Linked DNA regions of Capsicum annuum: region 1 is linked to region 2. A link is a contact called in public Hi-C data. All regions are on one chromosome and are shown on one strand. Each heading gives the region's core, a stretch centred on a gene start, on an enhancer-like site or on the middle of the called end of the contact. The rest is flanking DNA. Distances are from core to core; before and after follow the strand shown. Region 1 overlaps LOC107856685 (probable magnesium transporter NIPA1). Region 2 holds the start of LOC107854596 (mitochondrial fission 1 protein A).

Region 1 (4,463 bases), core at 1,268-3,767, 52 kb before region 2:
ATCCTCCTAATTTGTAGGGTATAATTGCAGCTTAATCTTGTTGAGTTCCAAGAAAGCTTTGCGCTTGTTTTGGTAGTTTTTGCAACCTTTTCTGGAAAATGTATTAGTTATTCTTGAATTTCTTTCCTTTAGGATATCAATTTTAAATGGTGTGATAGCATCGTCCTTTTATTAATCCTGAGTCCTGGTTTCTAGGGGTGAACTGATGTATAGAGCAGATCGATTATGCCTTTTTTTTTTTGCTTTTGCTTTCATGTTTCAGGCCCTTGATACCTTCAATACTGCTGTTGTCTCTCCCATATACTATGTTATGTTCACAACACTAACAATCGTTGCCAGTGTCATCATGTTTAAGGTAAAGTATCTACCTTTTTTCTTCTTGTTGCTTCATTTTGAGCTTGTTTCCGGAAAATGATGAGTACAAATAAAGTTAATCCGCTACTTGGGAACTTATCCCAAACTTTACACCTTAGAATGCCATGGACATTCACACATTTGCTTGACTTGGAAATACTAACAAAAACTAAATTATGTTGACAGAAAACCACGATTATTTGTCCAAAACTTGAAGCCATGCTTATCGATCTATTTATACTGCATTATGTAGGACTGGGATGGCCAGAACGTTGGGAGCATTATATCAGAAATATGTGGTTTCATCGTTGTGCTCTCTGGAACCATCTTGTTGCACGTTACCAAAGACATGGAAAGAAGTTCATCTTTCAGAGGTGCACTTTTCATCATCCTAATATTTTTATAAAAACTTGATGGTCCTTTCTCTAGCCTTAAAATTAATACAAAAAATGCAGGTAATTACACGCCTTCATCCCCTACGTTATCAACACGACTATTTAATTCAAACGGGGAATCACATAAGCATGAACAAGAAGATGAATTGTGTTCTGAGGAAGCTGATTCTAGAAGACAGGATCTCCAGGTATAATATGACAGCTTTAGAGAAGTCCAGGACTCTTTCTTATTATGGGCCACCAGAAACCATGATTCGCGGTTAGAAAGTTGAAGCGTGCAATCGATAATCCTTTGGAAAACCTCCGAAGCTGCAACATGTCAATTTCGCTGTCTATTGATCTGATTTTTAGCATCAAGGTAAGGATTCCACAGGATGTTGGTGGAAAATCATCAAAAGTTGTCGCTGCTGAAACTGCACTGTTTGTCTATAGTTATAGGAGTTCCAAATATTGGTTTGTTGTACATCATTAAGCATCAGAATGTTGAGTTAGGGGCTTGAAAAATATCTATAGTAGCAGAGCTGAGTGATGAGGGTTTGAATAGGAGTTCTCTGTTCAAAACAAGTGATTTATGGTAGTAGTTTTGCAGTGATTAGGAGTGATATAGTAATTCTTTTTAGTTTTCTTCTTTTCTCTGGAAATGTTTTGTTTGTATAGCAGTTTTTGAAGTATTGGGTAAAGTCTTCTGTTTATGTTTCATTCTTTTAGTGAATTTGAGATCAGAGGATGTTTGATCGACTCCCAATAACACTATAATTATTTTTTTTGGGTGGTTTATTTCAAGTGATTTTTCAGTTATTTCCCATGTAATTTAAATAAAAGAAATTTAACACTGTCAGTGTATGGAAGTTAGATTCATCTATAATTTATATCTATAATCTACAATATATTAAAAGTGTGAACCCTTAGAAAAATAATTTGAACTTTTTGCTCTTCATTAAAAGATTTTTTTTTTAGACAAAACTGTTTTTTTCACTAATTTTTTCAATTTATTATTTAATTATTTTTATTATATTAACTAGACTTTCTAAAATATATAGTAGGAGAATTAATTAATATTTTTCTATTCACTAGACTTCTTAAAATATATGGTAGGAGAATTAATTAATATTTTTCTGTTCAAATAGAAAACTACTCCCTAAAATAGGACTTTATTAAGGAAATACTTCTATAAATATTGAGATGTACGTTAAGCTAGAGAACAAATTAGTTTGTCTATTCGGAGAATATGATTGATGCTCATCTAACTTGATTCGATTGCATGTCTAGATTGATGGATGCTTGATTTTCTAATTCTCAAATTAACATGCATCGATCTTTTTAATTTTCGGTATAAGACAGATAATCCCACTTTATGCTTTTGATTCTTTTTCAAGAAGATACAAGAAGACAGATAATTCCACTTTATGTTTTTGATTCTTTTCCAAGAAGATGCAAGAGTCATATCCTTCCACTCTTCAACCAAAAATGAACTAATAGCGTCACCTTTTCACTTACATTAGCTTTTGGCTTCAATAGCAATTTCGTACTGTTAGATAACTCTGCATATAGGGATAGATACAAGTCTTTAAAATTGATACTTTTAATTCACTAAAATCATATCACTTTCTCTTTAAAGGGCAAAATTTAATTGAAAGTAAGAAAAATAAAAAATAAAAAATAAAAAATAAAAAATAAACATTTAAGTTTAACTCATCAACACTCAACACTGTGAAGACAAAGAAACTGCAGAGTATCTGCACTTACCAAAAAGTGAAGAACAGTTCAAAAATGAAGCATTTTGCAACTTTTCAAAAGTAAAAAAGATTCGGACAAATTTTTTATGATCTGAATCGGGTTGGGTCAATTTTTAGGCCTAAGAAGATTGCTTTGCCTCATCTTGGGCTTCTTTAAATTTTGTTTGATGTTATATCTGAATTTATTTTTATTTGTATACTTTGACTGAAAAAATAATTATTCGGTATCTTATGATTATCATCTCATTCCATCTTAATTTATGTGGCATATATATATATATTTGATTTGTATTTGAATATTTTGATTTGACACAAAATTTCAAAAAGGTGATGATAACTTTCAAAATTTTTAGCCTTAATTTATTGAAAATATGTAAAATGTATTAAAATATTCTTTCCATTAATCAAGTCATCACATAATTTTATGAAAAAAAAATTGAAAAGAATTTTGGGAATGATATTTTATGATTTAAAATAAATTTTTTTATGATCAATTTATAAATGATGAAAGAAAATAATGCTTAACAAATTTAACATCTATTAAATAGGAGATAATATTGTCTTCATCAATAAATTAAAATATATTTCTTAAGAACAATTTATTCCATTTTTATTACATATTCAATGAAATTGAATCTTGAATGTACATCATAATATCATATACCTTGGCGTATTTCTTCCCCTGAATATCTATACAATATCTCACAATGTCAAATAACTGTATGATACAAATAAAACAAATAATTTAACATTTTTTCATATGGTAGGAGAGATATATCGTATTTATTTTGTATATATACAAAATGCATGATACACGTGCAACACACATACACTATTCTAGTATATATATATATATATATATATATATATATAAAATTTAAAAGGTGGGCCCCACCTATTTTCACGTATTTTTGGCTATTTACGAGCTGATTTTTTAAAAATTTGTCATGTCAGCAGTTAGGGTGGTAAAAATTCAATTGAAAGTTATTAAGGGGGTATATAATTACCCGTATAGTTTAGGATCTAAAGTAAGTTTTAGCGATAAGTTCAGGGGTGTTATGGTGTATTTTTTCTATTATTGTAGAAGGATTCTTAATTTATAGAAGTGTAAAACGTTTTTAACTTATCTAAATATGGTAGATTTATATTCTCTCACCCCCACACAATAAATAATTACCAATTTTAGAAGAGTAAGAATTTCAAAAACAATAAGTTACTACAAGTAGACATACTGTACGTTTTTTTCAGTTATGTTTTTTTTTAGACTTTTGCTTATTTTTTATTTAATAAAAACAATAAGTTACTACAAGTAGACATACTGTACGTTTTTTTCAGTTATGGTTTTTTTTAGACTTTTGCTTATTTTTTATTTAATAAGTACAAAACATGCTTCATTGTCTTATTTTTTTTTAAAAAAAAGTAAAAAAATCATATACACGTATGATTCCTAAAATTTAGGAGTTTAGTAGTTTTTTTTGTCTAATTCTTCTAACCGTGGTATTTTCTTATTGCTATATATTTTAGGACTCTTAATTTTTTCTCATATATATTTTAGGATTCAATATTATAGTTAATATTATTAAAATAATTAACTAAAAATTTGAGAAAATAGTGAAAAGATAATTTTATCCATTGTATAGTCTTTTAATAAGGGGCAAAAGATATTAAATTTAATTATTATATTCATCTTTATTATTTAAACAAATATTCTATTTAGTTTAATGTTTGAAGTTATTAAAATGAGGTACATGCGCAAGGCGCGTACACCTAAACTGGTAGATATATAAGTAAGAGGCAGAGGTCTTTTTAGCTTCTTCTATTTATTTTGGCTTCATCTTTTAGTGCATTCATTAAGTTTGCCTTATTTGTGTAGTTTCTTGATATATATTATCATCAATTTTTATCGTGTTTTTAGTTATTGCACTATTTTATTGTTGTTATTGATTTTTTTTTAATGCCTATTTCTCTTAGGTAAAAC
Region 2 (4,675 bases), core at 1,048-3,547:
CAGGGTATGGAAAAGATAAAATGAATAAGATCTAGAAGGTAAGGTGTCAAAGGACAAACATATAAGTGAAAGTGTTTAACTAAGTCTTGATGAAACCCCACAATCTCCAAGCACAGGGTATGGAAAAGGGGGCATGGATTCCCACAAAAAAGAAGGATTCTAATGATCTCACCTTCAAGCATGGCTATTCCACGTTGTACATCTTCTGGCCGCTTTGAGTGAACAAGAGCCCATGACAGACGCATGATGCATTCACTTTTCAGTTCATCAGAGGAACCTTTTCCTGCCTCAGCAACTTCACGTTCGCAACCCTGTCGATAGATTTCCCTTGTGAGAGACTCAGATACCGTCAATACTACCTTCGGTTCTAGCTACTGAATGCACATGAAGCCGCAAATCTATTACAAATTACACATTATTCCCTTGAACCAAGGAAGCCTATTTCAGTAAGATATTCAGAGAGATTTTTTCAATCTTTCTCAATGAAACGTTAACCAAAAATCTTCCATATAGTTGACACATATTCTGATATCCTTCAACCATAACTCTCCCTTTTGTCTCGGTCGTAATTATCAACAACATGACCCCCTAGAGATGGATGGCACAGCCAGAACGACTTTTGCTTTGAACGAAGAAAGATTATTCAAGAAAATAACCCACAGAGCCAAGTGAACAGACACATACAAGAACAACATACCCGGTGTAATCCCAAAGGGTAGGATGTACGCATCTAAGCTTCTAATTTCCATTGTCTTAAGTGGAATGGTTTGTGGGAAACTGGGCATCAAATATGCTTTAAATGCCTCTTGTTTGTATTCAGAAATCATGAGTCACATCTGAACTCTAATAGTCGTTAAAAATGGAAGTGTCTTTCAAAAAAGTAAAGTAAGACTAGTCTGATAAACCTTTAACAAGTAGTTTACAGTTTTTTAAATTTAGCACCACTACAAAATTTAGCCCTGATTCCTAGAAGCTTTACGTCTCTCAGGTGATTATGTTTCTCTAACATATAGCTCTTTCTTGATTAAAGCTACTATTTCTGTTACTTTTAGATTGAGATCACAAGTAATGTACTTTAATTGGCCATAACATATATCTCGCTATTGGTTAAGGTTTTTTTTCCAACCAATATCCAAGACTTTGGAAACCAGCTATTGAAAGTAAAAACAGGAAAAAAGAAACACAAAAGCAAAAAAAAAGGAAGGCAAATCACTTGCTATGGCCTAACTAATTTACACTTACGGTGTAAGAATTATGAAAACAATTCGTGTATATAAATCAAATCCATAGAAACTATATTCATACTGCTCGAGGAAAAAAAGAGCGAAGTTAATTTTGAGCTCTTATTTTGGTTTGATTTGAAATGCCACTTGAAAATGTTTTGATATCTCCTCCGTAGACAAATTTCAACATCCAAATTCAAAACCCAGCCATAAACATTTGTATTCCCTCCACCCAACTTCAAACACACGATGGCCACCTATGGTAATCCTTCAGCATGCACCTAAATAAGTTTATTCCATAATTCTCCAAAAAACCATTCTGGGTTAGCTCTTTTCCTCTCAAATTCAAAGTAAACATAAACACCAAATACACAACAAATAAATAAATGGCAAATCCAGCGAGACAAAAAATACTAGGTTATTTCTCCCCATCTTCCCATCTGTCCTAGATAACTTTGGTGGACAGAGTGAGTTACCTACTATCCGTAACTGGTGGGGAGGTGGCAAATATCCGTGAAAATTAGTCGAGTTGGCCCGACACACAGTAATATAAAATAAAAAAAAGAAATGAAATAGCAAATTCACTGAAAAACCCACAAAAGCTTCTAAATATATCTAATCAACAGCTACTCAAACAGTTACCAAAGTTGCCCAAACCAAATTACAAAAATAAATAATAAAAAGAAATTGATAAATAGCGTACGTACAGTGACGATATCAGAATCGCACCAAGGAATCTGATCTCCACCGCTGAAAAAGTGTCCGACTGACTCGAAGAAATTTCCGATCTTAGAATCCATTGCCTTCTCAAGTTGTACGTTGTGCTGCGGGTATTGTACGCAACCAAAAGGTGCTGAATGGGGGTTTAAGAACGAGTGTTCTAAGCAAGAAATATAGGCTTTGAGGCAAGTGTTGTCATCAATTTTTGAACACAACCTTAGGCGTCGTTTGGCAGCCGTTTAAAGTGTTTTGGCTAGGTGTAATTAGGGGTGGGCATAAAATGTCAAAAATTAAATTAGTAATCGAATCAAAAAATTTGATAATTCGTATTTGAGAGTAAAATTTCAACATTTCGATATTCTGGATTGGATTTGGTACAAGATATTAATACCGTTTGGTATTCGATATTCGATATATATATATATATATATATATATACTAACCATTCATAATGTCTGTTAGGAGTGCTAAATGCTGTTAGAGGGATCGATTCCTCTAATAACTTAATTTGCCAAAAATCACTTTTACAATTAAATTTTGAAAAGTAGGTTTTTCCTTTAGCAAGGTTAATAAGATTGTTTTTGTTTGGTATAAAATATCCAACAAAAACACAATTTTTGTTTAGCTTTTTATAGTTTACTAGTTTAGGTGTACGCGTCTTGCACGTGTATCTCACTTTAATGAGTTCAAATACTACACTAAATAATATATTTATTTAAATAATAAAGATGAATATAATAATTAAATGTAATATCTTTTGAGTATGTAAAAATGGAGAATTTATTTATTAAACCTAACCTTTACCAAATATATTTTTAAAAGTCGATCGACATTCATCTACCATCTGTAAATTGCAACAAAATAATACAATGATAAAGACATCAAAATAATACAATTAAATTAATCTTTACACACAAAAATTTTCTCAAAGTCGACCGACAATCATCTACCACCTGTAAACAATAACAAAATAATACAATAATAAAGATATCAAAATAATACAACTAAACCTAACCTTTACATAAAAAAATTTCTCAAAGTCGACCAACATTTATCTATCACCTGTAAACTGCAACAAAATGATATGATAAAAGTGATATCAAAACGACACAATTAAACTTAAATTTTACACACAAAAATTTCTCAAAGTTGATCGAGATTTATCTACGAACTGTAAACTACCACAAAATAACCAACTAATAGAGATATTACGATAATACAATTAAACCTAACCTTTACCTAAAAAAATTTTTCAAAGTCGACCCACATTCATCTAGCATCTGTAAATTAGAACAAAAAAATAAGATAATAAATATATCAAAACAATACAATAAACATAACCTTTACACAAGAAATTCTTCAAAGTCAACCGATATTCATCTACGACCTGTAAACTATATTAAAATAATATAATAGTGATCACAAAGCTTCGATTTTGATCCAATTAATTCTTGTCTAAGCGAAAATTTTGACCCGTAAGAATGATTTTGAATGAAAACAAAGAAGATATATATATATATATATACACACATGTTGAATTCTATTATGCTGACAAAAACAGTGAAGAAGTTGAGGGTTAGAAAATCAAGCATCCACCAATCTAGAAATGCAATTGAATCAAGTTAGATTCAATCATATTCTTCCAGTAGACAAATCGGTTTGCTCTCTAGTTTAACGTACATCTCAATATTTATAGAAGTATTTTCTTAATAGAGTTTTATTTTAGAAGTATTTTTCTAATTGAATAGTAGAAAGAAAAATATTAATTATTTCTTCTACCATATATTTTAGAGTCCCATATATTTTAGGAAATCTAATAGAAAGGAAAATATTAATTAAATCTCCTATCATATATTTTAGTAGTCTTATATATTTTAGAAAGTCTAGTTAATATAATAAAAATAATTAAATAATATATTAAAAATATAGTAAAAGACAGTTTTGTCTAAAGAAGAGTCTATTAATGAAGGGCAAAAAGTTCAAATCACTTTTTTAAGGGTTTTCACACTTTTAATATATTATAGATTATAGATTACCATTCGAGCTTTTCCTCTCTTTTGTTCAGCATGATTTCTAACTATAAATGTTGGACTGCTGTATGGACTTCTGCTTTTTCTTATTAATTTGAGATTAAGAAGTTTCTGTATCTGAATTTTGAATTCAGTTTTATCTTTTTCATTTTAAAGAAGGGGTTTAACTCTTATAATGATACTAGGACCTTTAAGAATTAAAACTGTTTTTCATGATTATTGTCCCATTTTTCTAATGAATTTTCTCCATAAGAATATTGTAAATCTTGTTTTATTTTTTCAAGATTAAGACATTTACAAGAATAATTTTTTGGGTTGTTCAATTTTTTTTAATTAAAAATTTCCCTTTCTTTTATCAAAACATAGGAATTATGTTTTCTTGGTATTTTAATAAAATGATTACACGGAGTTTTGAAGCTAACCATGTAAATTGTTTGATGATAATCTTGGAACTGTTGGATAAAATCATTTCCAAGTAATAAATCAATTTTTAGTTTATCATAAGCATAGACATGTTTTATTGAAACAATTTTAGATCCTAAAATTATTTTCACATTCTCTTTCTAATGTGTAAGCTTTTCTCTGTCACCTGTAGTACCGACAACAGAAGCATTAACATTATTAGTATTCCATTCTTTTATAAAAAAAGATTTGGTAAAATTGGCTTCAGAATCATTATCTATCTGATCACATGATGTCAAT

Evidence for each region. Hi-C and Micro-C count contacts between places; a contact is called where the count stands out from the background.
Region 1: a Hi-C map of leaf shows a contact between it and region 2, with 2.3 times the contacts expected there. The contact joins the enhancer-like site here to the promoter of LOC107854596 in region 2. A contact is called at or near these places in 2 of 5 Hi-C or Micro-C datasets (leaf and placenta).

What each region holds. Positions count from the first base shown.
Region 1 is chr11:165,610,790-165,615,252 of UCD10Xv1.1, reverse strand. It overlaps LOC107856685 (probable magnesium transporter NIPA1), which reads left to right. Exons shown (of 4, transcript XM_047399053.1): 2 at 263-355; 3 at 608-728; 4 at 810-1,547. The coding sequence ends at 943. Among protein-coding and RNA genes, the nearest start is that of LOC107856685, 11 kb to the left of the region's middle. Within about 2 kb of position 2,517, at least 3 of the 5 cell types and tissues checked have an H3K27ac peak or open chromatin away from gene starts, as enhancers often do. A contact at or near this core is called in leaf, where this site is marked.
Region 2 is chr11:165,558,026-165,562,700 of UCD10Xv1.1, reverse strand. LOC107854596 (mitochondrial fission 1 protein A) reads right to left here and starts at 2,297. Exons shown (of 5, transcript XM_016699609.2): 1 at 1,931-2,297; 2 at 173-311. The coding sequence starts at 2,023.